Regions from separate parts of the Rattus norvegicus genome. Here regions 1, 3 and 4 are each linked to region 2. Evidence: chromatin contacts called from public Hi-C data. All regions are on one chromosome and are shown on one strand. The core of a region is the stretch at or near the end of the contact, and the rest is flanking DNA. Distances in the headings are between cores, read along the strand shown.

What was found. A called contact is a pair of places that touch in the nucleus more often than the background predicts.
Region 1: a Hi-C map of prefrontal cortex shows a contact between it and region 2, with 3 times the contacts expected there. The contact joins the promoter of Nek2 here to the promoter of Ints7 in region 2. A contact is called at or near these places in 7 of 12 Hi-C or Micro-C datasets (the A7r5 cell line, Schwann cells, frontal cortex and 4 more) and 1 of 1 datasets of contacts at active chromatin or transcription factors (oligodendrocytes).
Region 3: a contact with region 2 is called in a Hi-C map of liver, with 6 times the contacts expected there. The contact joins the promoter of Ppp2r5a here to the promoter of Ints7 in region 2. A contact is called at or near these places in 9 of 12 Hi-C or Micro-C datasets (Schwann cells, frontal cortex, hepatocytes and 5 more) and 1 of 1 datasets of contacts at active chromatin or transcription factors (oligodendrocytes).
Region 4: a Hi-C map of liver shows a contact between it and region 2, with 2.0 times the contacts expected there. The contact joins the promoter of Pacc1 here to the promoter of Ints7 in region 2. A contact is called at or near these places in 11 of 12 Hi-C or Micro-C datasets (the A7r5 cell line, Schwann cells, frontal cortex and 6 more) and 1 of 1 datasets of contacts at active chromatin or transcription factors (oligodendrocytes).

The regions. Positions count from the first base shown.
Region 1 is chr13:105,933,992-105,938,712 of GRCr8, forward strand. Nek2 (NIMA-related kinase 2) reads left to right here and starts at 2,818. Exons shown (of 8, transcript NM_053691.2): 1 at 2,818-3,035; 2 at 3,488-3,705; 3 at 3,963-4,203. The coding sequence starts at 2,940. It overlaps LOC120096356 (a long non-coding RNA gene), which reads right to left and starts at 2,582. Exons shown (of 3, transcript XR_005492767.2): 1 at 2,446-2,582.
Region 2 is chr13:105,683,554-105,687,996 of GRCr8, forward strand. It overlaps Ints7 (integrator complex subunit 7), which reads left to right and starts at 2,655. Exons shown (of 20, transcript NM_001191675.1): 1 at 2,655-2,811. The coding sequence starts at 2,718. It overlaps Dtl (denticleless E3 ubiquitin protein ligase homolog), which reads right to left and starts at 2,368. Exons shown (of 15, transcript NM_001427431.1): 1 at 2,209-2,368. The coding sequence starts at 2,260.
Region 3 is chr13:105,503,875-105,508,526 of GRCr8, forward strand. It overlaps Ppp2r5a (protein phosphatase 2, regulatory subunit B', alpha), which reads right to left and starts at 2,893. Exons shown (of 13, transcript NM_001107891.1): 1 at 2,536-2,893. The coding sequence starts at 2,716.
Region 4 is chr13:105,433,921-105,438,256 of GRCr8, forward strand. Pacc1 (proton activated chloride channel 1) reads left to right here and starts at 1,911. Exons shown (of 8, transcript NM_001007679.1): 1 at 1,911-2,013; 2 at 4,116-4,212. The coding sequence starts at 1,978. It overlaps LOC134481545 (a long non-coding RNA gene), which reads right to left and starts at 1,881. Exons shown (of 2, transcript XR_010057149.1): 1 at 1,735-1,881; 2 at 509-1,146.

The sequences.
Region 1 (4,721 bases), core at 1,568-4,067, 250 kb after region 2:
TTGAGGTTCAGCTAGGACACAATCACAGATATCATGAGAGAATTGATTTACACTGGTCTCCAAACATCTTGGATGAGGCTTCTCAAAGCAGAGGTGACAAGGTTGGAATTCCACCTTGCAGGACAAGTTGTGCCCTCTGGATAAACGTAATGGAGGGAGCATCCTGTTGCCTTGAGTAAACCCCCTGGGCAGAAACGGCTCAGGGAAAGGTGGGTATAACTGGTTCACAGTTCAAGTCTGCTTGAAAAGCAGAAACTTTACAGCCAGGCATGGTGCTGCCTGCCATAGGCAGGCAAATCTTTTGTTCAAGGTCAACCTGGTCTACAGAGAGAGTTCCAGGGCAGCCAGGGCTACACAAGAGAAACCCTGTCACGAAAACAAACAAACAAAAAACAAAAAAGGAAGGAGGAAGAGATAAACAAATGTGGCGCTTAGCTGGGTTTTTCTTTTTTCTGCAGTCCAAGACTGTGGTGGTTTGAATGAGAATGGTCCCCAGAGGCTCATATACTTGAATGCTTGGTCCCTACTTGGTAGAACCATTTGGGAAGTATTGGGAAGTGTAGCCTTGTTGGAGGTGTGCCACTAACTAAGGGTGGGCTTTGAGGTTTTAAAAGTCCATGCTAGACGCAGTCTCCCTCTCCCCCTCTCTCTCTCTCTCTGTGTGTCCTATGGTTGACATCTCAACCTGTAAGCTCTCAGCTACTGCCCCAGTGCTAAGCATGCCTGCTGGCCACCATGTTCCCTGACATGATGACAATGGACTCCATCTCTGACACTGTAAGGCCCCAATTTCAATGCTTTCTTTTGTAAGTTGGCTTGGTCATAGCGTTTCTTCACAGCAACAGAAAAGAAACCAAGCAAGGACCTAAGAATGTTGTTGCCCACATTTAGAATATGTCTTCTCCATTCAATTAATTTAACATAAACCCTCACATACATGCTCAGAGGCTAACCTAACCTACACCGTCTCTACAGGTGTGTCCAAAGGCTTGACCCCTAGGTGATGCTACAGCCTGTCAAGTTGACAATCAACAGTAACCGTGATGGGGTAAGGCGTGAAGTAGGGATCCAAGTGGAATTTCTGACAAATGGAATAGCAGTTATCAAGTTAGTTTTGAGAAGCTCAGAAAGTGTGTTGGGTTTGGAGCAAAGAGTTCTTTGTCCAGAAAGGAAATGAAGGGTTGGGTATGAAGCAGGCTAGCCAACGACCTCAACAGGAGTGTCAGTGCACACGTACACACACGTACACCACACATCACAGACAACACGCAACACACACACACACAACATACCACAACATATCTCACTCTACACAGCATAAACATCACATACCACATACACATATATACATACAACATACCACATATATTACATATAACACATACCACATATAAACACATCACATACATCATATACAACACACACCACATACAACATACCACACATACAAACATAACACACATATCACATACAGCACTCTACATATCATAAACACCATCACACCACATACCACACATAATGTATACCGCACGCACCATATAAATGACCTCAGCCATTTGTAGCTCCTTATATAATTTCTGAGATCTAAATTAATCCTACTCCTTTGAGGTGAGACAATGTCCTTGAATGTTAATTTAAAAGTTCTCCTGGCTGGCAATCCAATTAGCTTATACTAAATTCAGTACACGAAATAAATTCTTTATTTTTAACATAAGGAAGTTTCTAATTCTTATTAATAGGACATTGGGTTCTTTTTCAATCACACCATGAACAGATATTTTAAGAACAATGACCCAATTATGCAACAGATTATTAGCTTTCTGGTAATGCACGCTATCCTCTAGCTGCCCCGGATGGAGACCTTTAGCTCCCCTTTCCCAAGTCAAAGCAGGGCTGGCTGTGTGAGCTGAAGTCAGTAAACTGCATTCAGCTCCCCTGATAGGCTATTTGGGAACACTTCTTTTCCTAACACACTTTTTTTGGTAGATGTCTTAGAAGTAAAATTTGACAGTGTGGTGACCACTGTGTTCTGGATGCTTCCATACTTGATCCCTGAGCTTTGGATACGTTTCTATGTGACAGGTCTCTCAGTTCAATGTTCAGAGATATAGACTGTGCTAACTGTGCCCAGAAAACACATGCCAACTCTCTGTCTCTGTGGGTCTCTGTCTCTCTGTCTGTCTCTCTGTCTCTGTCTCTGTCTCTGTCTCTCTCTCTCTCTCGGCCGGGGGTGTCTTTCTCGCGGGTGGGGGTAAGGCAGGGCCCATCTACAAAGCTCTAGCTTCCTTCAAGTTACTAAGTAGACCAGGCTGGCCTCCAGCTCACAGAAATCTGCCTGCCCGCACCACCATGCCGGGCTGGAACAAGGATTCCTGCTCTCTAAGTGTGAGGAATGTAAAGTGCTCGGTGCACTCACTGTGTCCCTCACAGTACCACAACACGTACCGGTTTACGTTCAGGGGCTGCGGGCACATGAGTCGGAAAAGGCTGGGGGGTCAAAGTGGAAAGGTCAAAAGGCCAGCGTCTCCAGTCTGAGATCTTTGGACCTCCGTTACCACAGCGACCTCAGCGGAGGAATGGAATTACCGAAGCCCCAACAGGCTTTGCGCGGTCCCAGGTCCCTGGGGTTTTCGACGCCGCGCGAACTCCGTAGAGCAGCTCACTAACGCAGACACCAACGCCGACGCGGTTGCCTAGCGACACGCATTTTCCCAAGATGCCTAGCAGTGTTGTGTTTTCTCAGCCAATCAGAGCTGAGATGCACCTTCACTGTGGACCAATAGGAGGCGAGGCCGCAGCCCGCGACGGTTGACCGGGCGGCCGGTTGCTCCGCTCCGACAAGCAGACTAGGGTCCCCGGGGTCGGCGCTGTTGGCGTGCGGCGGGCGAGCCTGGACTCCGAGCGGCGCGGTAGTGTGGTTGCCGGGGTGGCCGCTCGTCATGCCGTCCCGGGTGGAGGACTACGAGGTGCTGCACAGCATCGGCACCGGCTCCTACGGCCGCTGTCAGAAGATTCGGAGGAAGAGCGACGGCAAGGTGAGGCGCCGGGCAGCCCTTCCATGGCGGGCTTAGGGAGGGACAAGCGTCGCCTACGCTGGGAAGGGGCAGGGCGGCCACCTGAACTCTTCGTGGAGGATCGGATTGTAGCCTCCAGGGAAGGGAAGGGTAGGGTTCGTGGGCTGGCCGCCACGGCTGGGAACCCCTGGAGGCGCGAATCCGCGGCGGGCCGAGAGCCGAGCTCACGTGCTCTGCATTCCCGCTGCGCCCTAGGCCTTCCAGGACTCTAGCGTAGGGGATGGTGCCGCCCACATTTAGGGTGGGTCTTCCCAGTAAATTAACCCGGTCTGGACTCCCTCGCTGACACACCTGCATGGAGTTTCCGGAGACCCGGGAACGTGCCACATAGTGTTAAGTTTTTCAGCTTGGAAATTTCATCCTTTGTCTCCGAGGACAATAGAGCCTCACACCTTGAGAATGTTGTGTTTCAGATCCTGGTGTGGAAAGAACTTGACTATGGCTCCATGACAGAGGTGGAGAAACAAATGCTTGTGTCTGAAGTGAACTTGCTTCGTGAGCTGAAACATCCAAACATCGTCCGTTACTACGATCGTATTATCGACAGAACCAACACAACCCTATACATTGTCATGGAGTACTGTGAGGGCGGGGACCTGGCTAGTGTCATTACAAAGGGGACCAAGGATAGGTAAGCTGAACGGGTCTAGTTTGGTGGTCGTTAAGTACAGTCTGTCGAGAACAGGGGCAGAATCCTTAATAATGTGGTAGAATGTTTCTGTGCTTGTTTGGTGGCTGCATGATAGGTTGGAAAGTCCTTAGCAAATCAGTTCCCACAGTTCATGCCAAAGATAATTTACTTCTGTGTTTGTACACTTTAAATGATTTGTCCGGTATTGAAGATGATTTCATTCAGGATTGTGAACTGTGTGATTGCTTTTGCTCCAGACAATACTTAGAGGAAGAGTTTGTCCTTCGAGTGATGACTCAGTTGACACTGGCCCTGAAAGAGTGTCACAGAAGGAGCGATGGTGGCCACACTGTACTTCACCGGGACCTAAAGCCAGCCAATGTCTTCCTGGACAGCAAGCACAATGTCAAGCTTGGGGACTTTGGGCTAGCTAGAATATTGAATCACGACACAAGTTTTGCAAAGACGTTTGTTGGCACACCCTATTACATGTCTCCTGTGAGTATTTTAGAATTTAACTTTTTTTTTTCCCCTTGAGACAGGGTTTCTTTCTCTGTGTAGCCCTGGCTATCCTGGAACTCACTTTGTAGATCAGACTGGCCTTGAACTCAAAGTGATCCTCCTGCCTCTGCCACCCAAGTGCTGGAATTAAAGGTGTGAACTACCACATCTGAATTTAACTTTTTAGTATCTTAAGTGGAGCATTTAGATGTAAAGAAACGAGGCTTGGGTTGCTAAATAGCCCAGGATTCACAGTACAGTTTAAGTTTTGAGTTTTTACTTTATTCCCCTGATATTGGGGACTGAACCTAGGCCTTCAGACATTTGAGGCGAGCGCTATGCCATTGAGTTATAGTCCAAGTTCTTTTTATATATAATACATATTTGTTAAATGTTATTATTTATGTATACATAATATGTGTGTCTTGTGAGTGAATGGTGTGTGTGTGTGTGTGTGTGTGTGTGTGTGTGTGTGTGTGTGTACGATGGAGGCCGGAGGAGGGACTGGACTCACC
Region 2 (4,443 bases), core at 1,405-3,904:
GTCTGTCCCTTTCCTATCAGCTGCTTCACTTCCTTTCTATCTCACAAAAGGAAGGTGTCCTTCCATCCCCATCTTATACCTTGCACTGTCAAAAGGTGAGCTACTATGTGTCCATTACAAACATTTAAAAAAGATAAAACTAGTGAGGTCCTAACTATGAGACAATTTGAGATCATAAGGCGCACCAGATACCTAAGTCTATTTCTTTAAAAGATGCACTTTCAATAAAAATTTTGCTTTTTGCTTAAAACATAAGTCACTTGGTTTTTACCCATTATCCACTATGAATTAACTATGGTTATAATTTATCGGGTATTAAAACCAAAGAAAATAGCACTTTATATGCTTTTTGATGTAGCATGCTGGAGTGGTAAGAACTTTTAAATTACAATAGGATAAATTTGGGGGAGAAATAAGGTAGGAATATTCAGAAGAAAAAGCAACCGTACAAAACAGCTGAAGCATTTGCTCACCTTTGAAAAGCAGAAACCACAACTCCCAAGTTGGTATAATTGGGTATGTAAAAGGTTAAGGTATATTTTTGCATGTTTAAAGCTTACACTAAAAACTTTTAGATATGGATTTAAAAATTCTCAAGAGTAAGTAATTATATTCTATTTTACAAACATCAGCAGAGAAAGGAAACTAAAAGCACATTTTGGAGGCATATTATAATCCAGGGAGTAAAGTATCAGATTCCAGTCTGGGGAAAAGGAATACAGAAAATGGAAGAATCAGTTTGTGGTAAAGAGGCAGAGTCAGTGGGGACGAAGGAGATAGATTCAAGCAAGCTTAGGGGAATTTTTTTGAAAAGGTCATAATGAGGACTATGGAGTCTTTGAGTGACTCTCAGTTTTTAGCTGGGATACCAGTTTAATAATGTCAGTCCCCAAAGTAGGTAACAAATTTTGGGGAAATGCCAACTCAGTTTGGGGCTTCAAAATGTAAGATGCTTGTGTGCCTGTCTAGATTAAGATCAACACACACAGCTTTTACAGAAACTAATCCAAAATATAGGGACTGGAATAATGTGAGCACAGTGGATCCTTACTTAAGGCTATAATCATCCAAGCAAGTGGGCACAGCAACCCAGGAGGGGAAAAAGAAAGGAGACACACAGATTTCAGGAGGTAACAATAAAGGAATTCCAATGCCTATCACTGAACCAGTATCTGTAAACAGGAACGACAGGCTGAAAAGTGGATAGATAGAAAATATGTCACATAGGAAAAGAAGGTGGAGTTGAAACTCAGATGCTGTAACTCCAAAGACCACTCACAAGCATTGTGCAGGGCGGCCATTCCTAACACAGGGGGAGTTTTGTAAAGTTCTAGGAGAGAAATGAGCAAGCAGAATGTTAACTACAAGAGTATCCAAGGAGGAGTAAGAATACAAAGTTTTTGATCCGAGCAGGACCTCAAGGAGCTTTTCCTCTTCTCAACATTATTAGGCCCACTCTTCAAAGTCTTAGTTTAATCACACATAAACCCAATCGCATTGCCAATGTTTCTGTAAAGCTGCCCAAGAGAACTGTAGGAAATGAGTTGGCCTTCTATATGCTAACAGGAGAATATGGCTGAATTCCACCGTGCAGAGAAAAACGAATTTAATCCTGTTTCTGGAAATACCTAGGCATCAAAACACATTTGAAACAATACCTTTCCATCTATTACCCGTGGTCGCCTCGTGGGGGTAGCTATGGGCATCTTTTAGTCTGTATTTTAGAACTTTTCAGAACCTGCAGAGATGGGGGAGGGGGCTTTGGCGCCGAAAAAGCAAGATTTAAGCGACTTCTCTGCCTGACTGAGTTCCTCAACTGCGGGCCACGCGCGCTAGTGCACGACAACGAACTTGCAGGGATCGCTAAGGTTCTGCAAAGATCGTACATCGCCTGTGCCAGTGCGTCCCCCATCCCCGACACACACCAGCCAGCTAACTCTAGTTAACGCGCGATATTGACGTAAGCAGCCAGGGGCCCGGGGCGCCAGTTAACGTCCTAACTTCGGCCTCCGTTCCGAACTAAAAAGCTCGGTTACGGTGAAGAGTGTCCTTCCAGAAGGAACCCGAGTACGAGGTTCTTCGGCGGTCCTCACTCGCCCGGATTCGCTCCTGCCGCGGGAGAACTCGAGGCCCGGAGTCGGCAGCGATCCAAGGTGGAGCGCCTGGGGGGAGGTGGTTCCCGCCACGGCCGTTGGGACCGTTACTCACCGTTCCTCAGGACGCCGAGCTGCGGCTGGCGGAGCACCGAGTTGAAGAGCATTTCGTCCTGAGGAGAAGACTCAGCTGAGGAGAACGCCGAGGAGATCGCCCCCAAGTTCCGCCGGAGCCTCCGCTTGCGCCCTCCACAGCGCGACACGGTTTTGCCTCCAACTCCCGCCACTGCGAGCCCCGGCCGCCAAACTCCGCGCCAAACTGACGTCATGCTCTCTGATTGGCTCTCGTCGCAGCGTTCTGGAGCCTCGGAGGCTCGGCCCCATTCTAAGCCCCGCCTTCCTCTCGCTCAGCCGCGGGAACCCAGGGTTCACAAACCCCCTGAGCGCCTGCGCGGGGGGGGCCACAGAAGCGCGGGCGAACCGCCGGGCGGCCCGGGCGCATGCGTACACTGCCTGACAGCTCACGGAGGGAAAAATCCGCGAGACCGCGGCGGGAGAAGATGGCGGTGCAGGGGAAGAGTTTGCAATCTTTGTGACTAGGCGAGTCCGGTAACTATAAGGATCATGGCGTCAAACTCAACCAAGTCTTTCCTGGCCGATGCCGGCTATGGCGAACAGGAGCTGGACGCTAACTCCGCTCTTATGGAACTGGACAAAGGTACGGAAGGAGGGGAACGGGAGAGGCATCTGGGGGGAGTGGCGCCACCTTGTGGCGGCAGCTAGAGGAGCTAGGAAGGCGCATGCGCCGATGTATGGGGCGGGAAGCGCCGCTGTCTTGGATCCTGCGTTTGGGCGCTTGCTGTGCTGTTGGAGTGGCCTTGCACAGCGGGAGCAGAGGACTGCGCTAGCGAGTACGCCTTTGACCACTTGGGGTTACAGTCTCAGATTTCCCATACAGTAAATGAGACAATTCCTAAAAATCCTGAAGTCGGAGATTATATTTTAAAACGTTCAGTGCAGGTGAAACCTTCATCAAGAGAGCCATATGGTTTCCTGAGCGTTTTATAGCGATTTGTCTTGTGAGACTTCGAATGGCGCGTTCTATAACAGGTTCCATAAGGATGAGAACATGGTTCCATAAGGAAGAGCATGGCTGAACGCGCGCATTCTCTGCAGACAAGTTCCACGAGTTAGCGTCCCTTGTGCAGGTAGCCAAGAGAAATGACTTTAGGGTTAGGAGTTGAATTCCAGTTCTACGAAAGCGATTATGGGAAGCGACGTTATCAACTAGCCTGATTTGTCTGCAAAGTGGGCAATTTAAATGGCAGTGATATGCAAAAAGATGCATCTATTAAATGCTGAAGAGATACTCCTTTGTCTCCGGGTGGATAAGTCGCTAGGCAAGGACAGATAGTTATCTGTAAAGAAGTCCTGTGTTAATGTGAGACGTTTGTTTCTGTGTACTTCCAAGGTTTTTACCCCATAGACAATTCTTGGTTACCTGCAGCCAGTGTATAGCCTGTAGAGAATGGGACTAGAAACTAAGGATCTGCCTGCAAATTCACTTTAGTCCCTTTGACTTGAACATGCGTATTGCCTTTTAGGGATTTAAACAACAACAAAAAGTTAATGTTTGTATTGGGTTGTTTATTGATAGGTTATTTCTCCGATGTCGGTGAAATGAGCCTCCGATGTCGGTGAAATGAGCCAATTTAAGCCAGGTTAGATTGTATTAAAGGCATGTTTATTGGTAAGCTATTCTGGAGTGGGTGAGTTCACTGGCCCCAAGGACCAAGGCCTGGCAAGTCACCCTGAGAAAGGGGAGAGGGGTTAGGGAAGGGAAACAGAAAAGAGAAAGGGGTGATGTGTACATAGGAAGAGAAAAAGACCAAACTGTCTGATTTCTATTGGGAGGAGACTCTGAGGGACCAAACTGTCTGATTTCTATTGGGAGGAGACTCTGAGGGAAAGGGCGTCCAGCCCCTGGGCTGGAAGGTTCAAGGTTGGAGTCAGGGTGTGCTGGGAGAACCTGGTGGTCAGGTTGGCTTTGGTATGTAAAATATGCACCTCTGTCCCTTGTCCCTGGTTGAAACCAGTTACTGGTAAGAGTTTTTTAGGTTGGCCTGGACTCCCTAAAGCCAAGGATGACTCTCAACTTTTGATCTTCAACTTCCCAAGTCCTAGTTCTGGTGTGACCCACCACACTGGTTTATTCAGTGCCAAATACTTTGTTATTAGAGACACATCCTGCCCAGTGTAGGATTCTTAAAGAAAGTCTTTACTTTCTCTGATCTACCTGGGTATACATTCTCATGACACAAAAACTGATGTCCATCTGTTATATTGGTTT
Region 3 (4,652 bases), core at 1,643-4,142, 180 kb before region 2:
AGCAGCCTAATAGCATTACCATAGTAGGTTAAAAGGCACATAACAAGTGTCAATGATACAGTTTTAGGCTGTTCCAGTTGTCATGGACAATACTGGTTCATGTGCTCTTGTTTTGTTCTCAAAGATAATTATTTGAAATACTAAGCTGTACGTACACGGAAAGGACCAGCTATTTTACCAAGCCAATCCTTTCAGAAATTAAGCCAAATTAGGCTAAACACACTGAAAGGCTACCTTTTTTAAACAAGTCCCCTAATTGTTCATTACCATATAAGTGTTAGGCAGAAAAACCTACATGAACGTAAGTTTCAGATCAGAAACAGTGATTCCCACATACTGAACCTGGTTTCATTTTCTGGCCCTCGGAGGAATTACTATTTATTTTTAAATCAAGCAACCCACTCACCTACAGGATTCTGCGAAAATAAACTGAAAAGGTTGGATTGTTTTGTTAATCCTTACTCACTGTCTGCTTTTAAGAAAACGACTTGGCACCCTTCCAGTTTAGATCCATGTGGACAAAGTATAAAGCAAGCAGGTTGGCTGATATAAAATACGTGAAAGATCTTGGATGCCCACAGATATCTGAATCACTCCACCGTAAGATTGTATTTCAGAGCAGTAAGAGAAATTCTCTCTCATACGAAAGGGTTTTCTGCTGTTGTTTTTGTTAAGCCCACAAATGGGGGAAAATACTACTGACAGAAAAAGCTCACCACACGGTGGTATCAAGGGCACTGCCAAAGTACCAAGTAAAACAACTAAATTAAAAAAAAAAAAAAAAAAAACAACAAAAACCAAACCAAACCAACCAAACAACCAAACAAAAAACCCAAAACACTTTTCAAGCCTTTTGACAACTGAATTTAAAGCTGTTTTTCCTACTGAGGGTTTTATTTTCAAGTAAAACGTTGTACTTCCTCAATTGAATCTGCACCAGCTTATCATGAATAGTACCTTATGAGGAACACTATACATGCAAATGCCTGAAATTAACCTAGGGTTTCAATTTTTTTTTTTTTTTAACTACCGACCAAATTCTATACCTGAAAACATTGGCCATACCTGCTACATCTTCAATCAAATATCATGTAACTTTGAATCTGATTACTGATCTGTGAATTTGCCAGTCTTAAAGGCAAAATCTATCACAGAGGCATCTCTTGAGACTAACCAGATGTTCAAAATTCAATTATTAGATCAGAGGAACTAAGAAGTACAACACTAAGAAGAAAACCACGTTAGCAAATTAAATACATATGAAAAAATGCTAGTATCGAGACTTTTGAACTAAAATTAACACGATAAACTAATTAAAACCAATCAAAGAATAAAATAACTTTTTAATTTAAGTATAAAAGCTTAAACCTCTGAATAGCAATTCACTATCCTAATAGGTAGGACAGGGTTACTTTTCGGCTCTGGCTGCACTCCACTGACTGTGCTGTATCAGTTTGAACAATTCTGGCATGTTAAAGGGCAATCAATCAACAAACGAGACAGCACACACCAAACATAAACTATTTTCCAAAGTCCGTGTGAGTCTACCCTGTGGTACGTCCTTGATTCAGAAGCACCCCTAGAGGCAGATGTAGAGTCTAAATGGGGTTCCAAGCTCTTGCTGGTCAACTGTTGATTTGATCTAGGGTTTTCTTTACACTCCTTGCCAAACTAAGTGAGGATTCATAGACTCAAAGACAAATCACAACCAGATTGGCCTTGAAAGGGATGCTGGATCTTTGTCAAACGAATTGAAAAATCTGCTGATCATTTATCTATTTTGGCATGAGTCTTTAATTTCTTGGCCTTGTAAATCATTCTCTAGGTTTCTATCAGGTTACAAGAATTTCTTAAATATCTAGGAACGTGATTATCGTTTCCACTAATGACATCTAGCTCATAAAAGGCAAGGATGTGAAATTAGTAAATCAAAAGATAGTAATTCTCAAAGAATAAGCCAGAACCAGTAAACAACTCGTGAAAAGTCCCCAAACGTGGTGGGAAAAGTAAGTAAGCCAAAAGGGGTGCCAAGCATTCCTGCGAGGCATTAGGCACGGATACCAATTTGAATTTACTTACAAAACCTTACAAAAGTCCTTGGAAGCACAGCCGTGCGAACCAAGTTCCCGTTGCACTACAAAGAAACACGATTCCTTCATAACCTCTCCAAAGACAATCGAGGTCTTCTATGAAATAACATTTACGTCTAACGAGACTGTAAGGTGTCACTTGGTCCCGGTTTCAAGCTAGTTCTGTATAGCTAAACCTACAGGCCAGCTAACTCGGCAGCAGTTTGTTCGGACCCTGGATGTGGCGACTGAGGGACAAGTAGAGAAAGTGATGAACTAGCTAAGCGTGGAGAAAACCAGAGCCGAGGCTCAGCGGAGTAGGGAGTAGGGGGACTGGACGACGAAAGGGAACGCAGGTACCTGGCGACCCTGGAGTCGCCAAGGCAGGGCAGGTGGGGCAAGCGCGCAGGTGGGAAGGGGAGTGGGGCTTGCTCCGGGAGCGCGGAGCAGGGGCAGCTGGGGTTACCTTTGAGCTGGGGCAGGGGGTGCAGCTCCGCCTGGCTGCCCTGGCTGCGGAACTGCGACGAGCCCTGAGAGCGCTTCTGCCTCTGCGCCTTGCGCACCGATTTCCGGGTGAAGCCGTCCACTTTCTCCGAGGCCGAGATGGCGGCGCAGGCAACTGGTGCGGGCGGCGACGGCGACGACATCTCGGCGACCCGGGCGCTCGGCGCCTGCCGAGGCGACTGGCCCGGGAAATCGGCGGGGCACGGGGACGGGCACGGCGAGCCTGCGCCCCTGCGTCCCGGGCCCCGGCCGCGCCGCCCTCGCGCTCCGCAAGCTGCTCCTCACCCGACAGCGCCTCACAGCCGCATCCCCGCGCCGCGAGGCCACCTCCCGGGGCTGGCGGAGGGGAGGGCGGGGGCGCGCGGGCCGCACAAGTTGCTGACGCCCGGCGCCGAGGGCGGGCGGAGGCGAGCCCGAAGTTTGGACGGCTGGGGAGAGCGCGCGGGTGCGGACGCCGGGCGCGCCTCGCGGCCCCTTGGCGCGCCGAGCCCGGGCAGATCCTCAGCGGCTGCTGCCCGCGCCGTCCGCCCGGCCGGGAGCCTCCTCCCGGGGCGCTTCCATCGCGGGTCCGCGCGAGCTGCCGCCGAGCTCTCGTTCTCCTGTCAGCGCTGGCCCCTCATCGCCCGGGGCGGCCACCCGCGCCCCGATCTTTGGAGAGTCGCCCTCGCTCAGCCTCCCGCGCCCACCGGCCGCCCACGGAGCACGCCCGGGGTAGCAACTGCTACAACTTGAGAGGGTGGCTGGTACGGGCGAGGGGGGACTCCGTGCGCGTGCGTGCGCGCTCCCGCGGCCCGGGGGAGGTCCTCGCGGGGGGTGGAGGGAGGAGTTTGACTGACAACTTCCGCGGGGTCCCACTAGCCTCCCGAGTCTCCGGAGGGGGCCGGGGCGGGAAAGCATGCCAGTTCCCTCGACCAATCGCAGAGCTAAGCGGCAGACGGGGAGGGGGCGTGGCCTCCCGGATGTCTATCAAGAGTCCATAGCTGGGTGGGAAGGAGGGAGGGGGCTATGTGACAGACGCGGGCCACAACCAATCGCAAGTGAAGTCAGTGAGCGGGGTGCCTTGTGCGTCACAACTGTAAAGGAGAGCTCTCAGGAGGGAGAAAGGGGAAACGCGGCGCCGCGGTCGGCTTCCGTGTACTCTGGCGCTACGCTTCAACTCTAATTGTCCTCCAGACAGCGAGTGAGAGGGAAACTACACAGTCAGCTCAAAAAGCAGAAGAGTGTCCCCCCCTTCTCTCTGCGTCCTGGGGACCAATGAGGACCTAAAGCGAGGGCCGGGGCGCCCAAGAACGCCAGGCATTGCGTCAGTGGAGCGGGGGCGGGGCCGAGGTCGTGTCAGAGCGGAGTGATTGACAGGCCAAAGAGCCCGGGGAGAGGAATGAGCTTGTCCAATCGGAGCGCGGTGCTAGGCTCCTGGGCGGGCCTTCGTTCTCTCTGGTCCTAAACCGCGTAATTGGTGGTTGGGGAATCCATTTGTAGCTCCCAAGGTCTCGGCGCCGCGGTTCACTGAGCGCTGATCTCGCGTGGGGTTTGGGCAAGCTCGTTTCTACCACTTCAGAGAACTCTGCAAGTCTACTCCCTCTGAAAAGAAGTTTCCCGTCTCGAACTTAGCCCAAGTTTAGCCTTCAGTCATCTGTAGCCAAGTTCAGATTAGCTGATTTGGGGTTTTGGGATCTCTTCCTAGGAGATTCCGTCTAAGTTTTATATTTAAAGCCAAGGACTGCTCATGTTAGCTTTGGGCATCCGTATGAGCTTCAACAGTAAGTGATCTCCCCTCTCCAATAGTCTCTGCAGTCTCTCCTGCAAGTCTTACACCTTTTCCTTTTGACATAAAAACTGAGGTGAAGTAGACTGGCCTGATGTTCGAGGAGGATCGAGAAGTATGCAAAAGTAGAGTTCTAGACCCACACTCGAAACATTCCCTTAGCTAAATTATATAGCCAACCTAGGTGTACAACAGAGGAATGCAAAAGGAAATATGATGTGTATACAGAATTTTCCCACCATAAAGAGCAAAATTATATCATTTGTAAGAAAAGAGGCCCAACCGGAGATAATCATATTAGGCTGATTAAGCCA
Region 4 (4,336 bases), core at 661-3,160, 250 kb before region 2:
TATCAGAAAAGAGAAACCTCCAGCCCTGGCTATGGAAGACTTCCAGAGAGCTGTCAGGCCTTTAGGGCCAAGGGTCTCAAACACCCCAGGTGCAGGAGCTGGAGTCCTGGCTGCCATCAAGGCTGAGTGAGGAGTGCTGACCTCCTGTGCCCAATAAGAGCTGTAACACTGTTACCCAGGCTATGTAAGGGCTATCTATCTATATGTGTAGCTAAGGTCCGGCCACCTGAGGCCTGAGTGGGAGCTGGACCACTAGAGGGGCCACTTGCCGCTGCTCTCACCTGTCTGGGGCAGTACTAGCTGTCGCTGTTAAACACCTAGAGATACCAGACCTCCCAAAGAGGAGCACTTTAACAGAGGGAACGCTCCCAGAGGTCCAGGGTGTTTAGAGGTGCTTGGTGACATTCTACTTGCCGCTGAGAGGGGGAAGGGGCTGAGTTGCATGAGTAGGTTGGGGGCAGGGCTGCCAAGCTGCAAGTGCAGCAGCACAGAGCAGAGCTCACTGACATTTTTTTTTTAAAGATTTATTTTATTTATTCCATGTATGTAAGTACACTGTTGCTGTCTTCAGACACACCAGAAGAGGGCACCAGATCCCATTACAGATGGTTGTGAGCCACCATGTGGTTGCTGGGATTTGAACTCAGGACCTCTGGAAGAGCAGTCAGTGCTCTTAACCACTGAGCCATCTGTCCACCCCCTCACTGACATTTAATACGCAGCCTCTATCTGCTTCACAGCTGAGTGGCGCTAGGCAGTGAGATGGGGTCCTTGAGCCCACTCAGTCACAAGGAAGACACTCCATTCTCCCCACATTTAGGGTTTGTAGCTCAAGGCTTCTTTTATGGTTGAACAGGTCTTTAGGTGTTTGCTGAGTGATCCCTTTTGCCTTGGACAAGGTACCTCGAAACCAGGCAAGTGTTGGCAGTTGCTGCAGTGTTAGACAAAAGGAGGAACCTGGAACGATCAGGGCTGAAGGGCAGAGCCAGACTTGCAAGTATTCAACTGGAGAATGAAGGAACCTGCTGGAGAGACGACTCAGTAGTTCAGAGTACTTGTTACTCTTACAGGACAACCTTGGTTTGGTTCCCAGCACTACATAGGAGGCTGAGTGTGTCTGATGTCCTCTCTGGCCTCCATGGTCACCTGCTCACAGACAATACACACACACACACACACACACACACACACACACACACACACACACACAGAGAGAGAGAGAGAGAGAGAGAGAGAGAGAATAAAAATAAATTTAAAAAAAGGAATATTGTAAATTATATGAATTGAAGCAAGATGTAATGTTTTACTTGGGAAGCTGAGACACAGTAACTGCCTATGAATTCAGGGCCAGCTTGAGCTACAAAGTCAGACTGTCTCACCCTCCCCCCACCACCTCAGAATTTTGTTATTCTTTTCCTGGATGAAATAACTTCTCGATCACCACTCTCTCCCTATCTTTACTGACAGAAGTCATCCTCATTACCTCAGTTTACTAATCTGTAAAATAGAGAGAAAAAAAATGTTTCTGTTGAAGGATTTCTTGAAGGATCAAGTCGTAAGTGCACGGAGAGCTTGGTAACACAAAGGGCTCTTTGGACATGTATTGCCATTATAAATCGCAAGGCTAGTTTCCTCTCCCCTTACTGGGTGCTCCGACTGGCCCCTGTACCATGCTGCCCTCATGCACTCCATTTTTCTGCCTGCAACAAAGAGAGGAAGTGCGAGACTACTTACTGCTTGCCTCTCCAGTAGGAGGTTGAGCCAAGCTGGTTCTTCTCTCCACCTCTCCCGGCGCCCAGAACTACAACTCCCAGCGTCGCCCGCGGCGGCAGCAGAATCTACGCATGCGTTGAGCGCCGCCACGCCTGGTCTTAGGCGGTAGACTAGAGCGGGTCTCACTTAGTAGAGCGGGTAGACCTCGGAGCTCCTACCTCCCGCAGCGTCGCGGTCCCTAGTGAGCCGCAGCCGGCCAGTGCCATGATCCGACAAGACCTCTCCACATCCTACCAGGAGGTGCGGACAGGGCGGACGCGGAGGGCGGGTAGGGCGCCACGACCCCTGCGCAGGTGGATGATTGGCACTCCGTGGCGTGCGGGCTCTGCAGCAGGTGGAATCGCTGCGTGATGCGGGCCAGCGGGGATGATAAGGGATCCTGGCGTCTGGGTGTGGGGAAAGCGCGTAGCCAGCCGCTTCTCAGCGGCTCCTCGCCGCCCCCACGGCCCCACGACCCCCGCAGCCCTTTGTCTGTCGCCGGAGCCTCCGGCTTCCCCTCGCAGAGCCGCGCTGGCTCCGGGCCCCTTCTGCTCCTCTCGCTTGGGGCTGCCCTGGCCCTGCCCTGCCTGGGTGTCTTCCCGCGGCACTGCATCCTTAGCCGTCAGCCACTACTGTCCAGGTTTGCTTGAGGCCGTGCAGCCGTCCCATACCGTTAGACCTTGTCTAACCGGAGCAGCCCAAAACCAACAGCTCGTCTCGATGGCCGTCTCCACCCACGGAGGCCCTGGCCACACTGGAAACTCACTCCTTCCAAACGAGTTAGCAGCGTTCTGAACTCAGCGCCCTGGGGTCACCAGGATGCGGACAGCTCTTGCTTCTGCGGAGTTTTGGGGTACTAGTTTCAGAGGACCGCAACTTAGCAGAGCTTATAAGATAATGTATTGAAATGCAGGCTGCTGTCCTGTTCGTAGAGCAAGGCCACAAGTGGATTCAGGTGCTCACTGGAGTCGTGCTTAATGGTAGAAGGCTCTAGAGAGGCCCCGCCTCCCTTCGCTTTCAGGTCTGTTTTGAAGTCCCAAGAAGACTCCCTTTCTTGCCTGGGTTGTTTTGAGAGCGGACCTGACTGAGTTAGGTGTTTGCTGAGGTTCTGCCCCAGAAAGGAGCATTCTGAGAAGTTTATCCTGGGATAGGCAAAGGCCTGTGATGGCTGCTGAGTATCTGGAAGAGGATTGGAGGGACGGGGATTGCCACTGTACCTGGGACGGGGTGACTTGGCCAGGCTTGGCTTCTGAGAATCTCCAGTCTTCCTGGGACCACTGTCTCTCTAGAGTTTTGTTTGTTTGTTTGTTTTTAACAAATCATCTAGAGTAATTGTGAAAGATCTCTGAGGGCTGGGTGTTTGTAGCTGAGATAGTTCAGTACTTGTGCTAGGTTTACTAGGAGGTAGAGGCAGAAGGGTCAGGAATTCGAGGTCATTCTCCACTATAGTGAGTTTGAAATTAGCCTGGATTACATGAGACCCTGTCTCAGAGTGGGGGGAAAAGTACCTTTTAACTTGATGTGATCTCCCCAAGAGCCCCCTCCAAACTGACTTCACCTGCCTTCCTCCTAAAAGGACGGGACACTTATCCTGATCTTTGCTTTCTCAGCGGCAAAATTTCCCCCATCTGACAGGTCATGCAAGAACGCCGTGAGCTGAGGTTGCACTTGCCTGGTACCTGGCCATCTGTCACCTTCTGCTGTGCCATTTGCACCCACATCTGTGGGCTCTTTAGTCCCCATGGAGCTCTGACACCAGTTTTGCTGTTCTGGGTTTTTCTCTAAGCCACATTTCCTCTTCCTCTGGGAAGTGGCTAGGACCATGGGCTTTGGAATGAGACCAAGGTGGCGTGACTCCTATTTCATTAACTGACTCTCTCCTGGGAGATGTTGAAGGGTAACTCCAGTGCTTGTCCTGTGTGCAACTGGAAACAGAGTCACTTCGAGTGTATTGCACAATGACAAGGTTGTGCTGGGCCCTGAACTGAGCATTGGTGTCCTTAAAGGTACACCACCAAGGAGGTGCACACTGCAGGGGGCTTTGTTGAAAATGTAGGAAGGGATTAGACATCAGACACAGCTAGAGGTAGCCCTGAGAATGCCAGGGTGGTCACCAGAAGCTAGGAGACAGGCTGGGAATACGAGTCTCCCTCACAACTCAGCAAGCCAGACTAGCTAAGTCCTTTACTGTAGTTTCCCAGCATCCGGCTGTGAGAGAAGTCTGTGGAATTGGTCTCACACATCCTGTATCATGTGACCTTTGTGCATGTGTGACAATTATGTGGATGGCAGCTTCTGCTTTTTTAGCCTAGAGAAAAAGCAAGGCCGGTCCAGCTACACTGTTCACGCTTTCTCCCCTTCAGCTCAGTGAAGAGTTGGAGCAGGTGGTTGAGAACTCGGAGCAGGCAGATGAACGGGACAAGGAGCTGGTCCAAGTTCAAGGTCCAGGTGTTGTGCCAGGTGAGTGGGTTTGGGGTACTGGAGACTGGCTGTGTGCTGCTTGCTACGGCTGGAGGCCCAGTCCAGGCACCTTGCCAACCGAGGGAGGGACATCTCTCCTTCACGCTTGTACCCTGGCATTGGG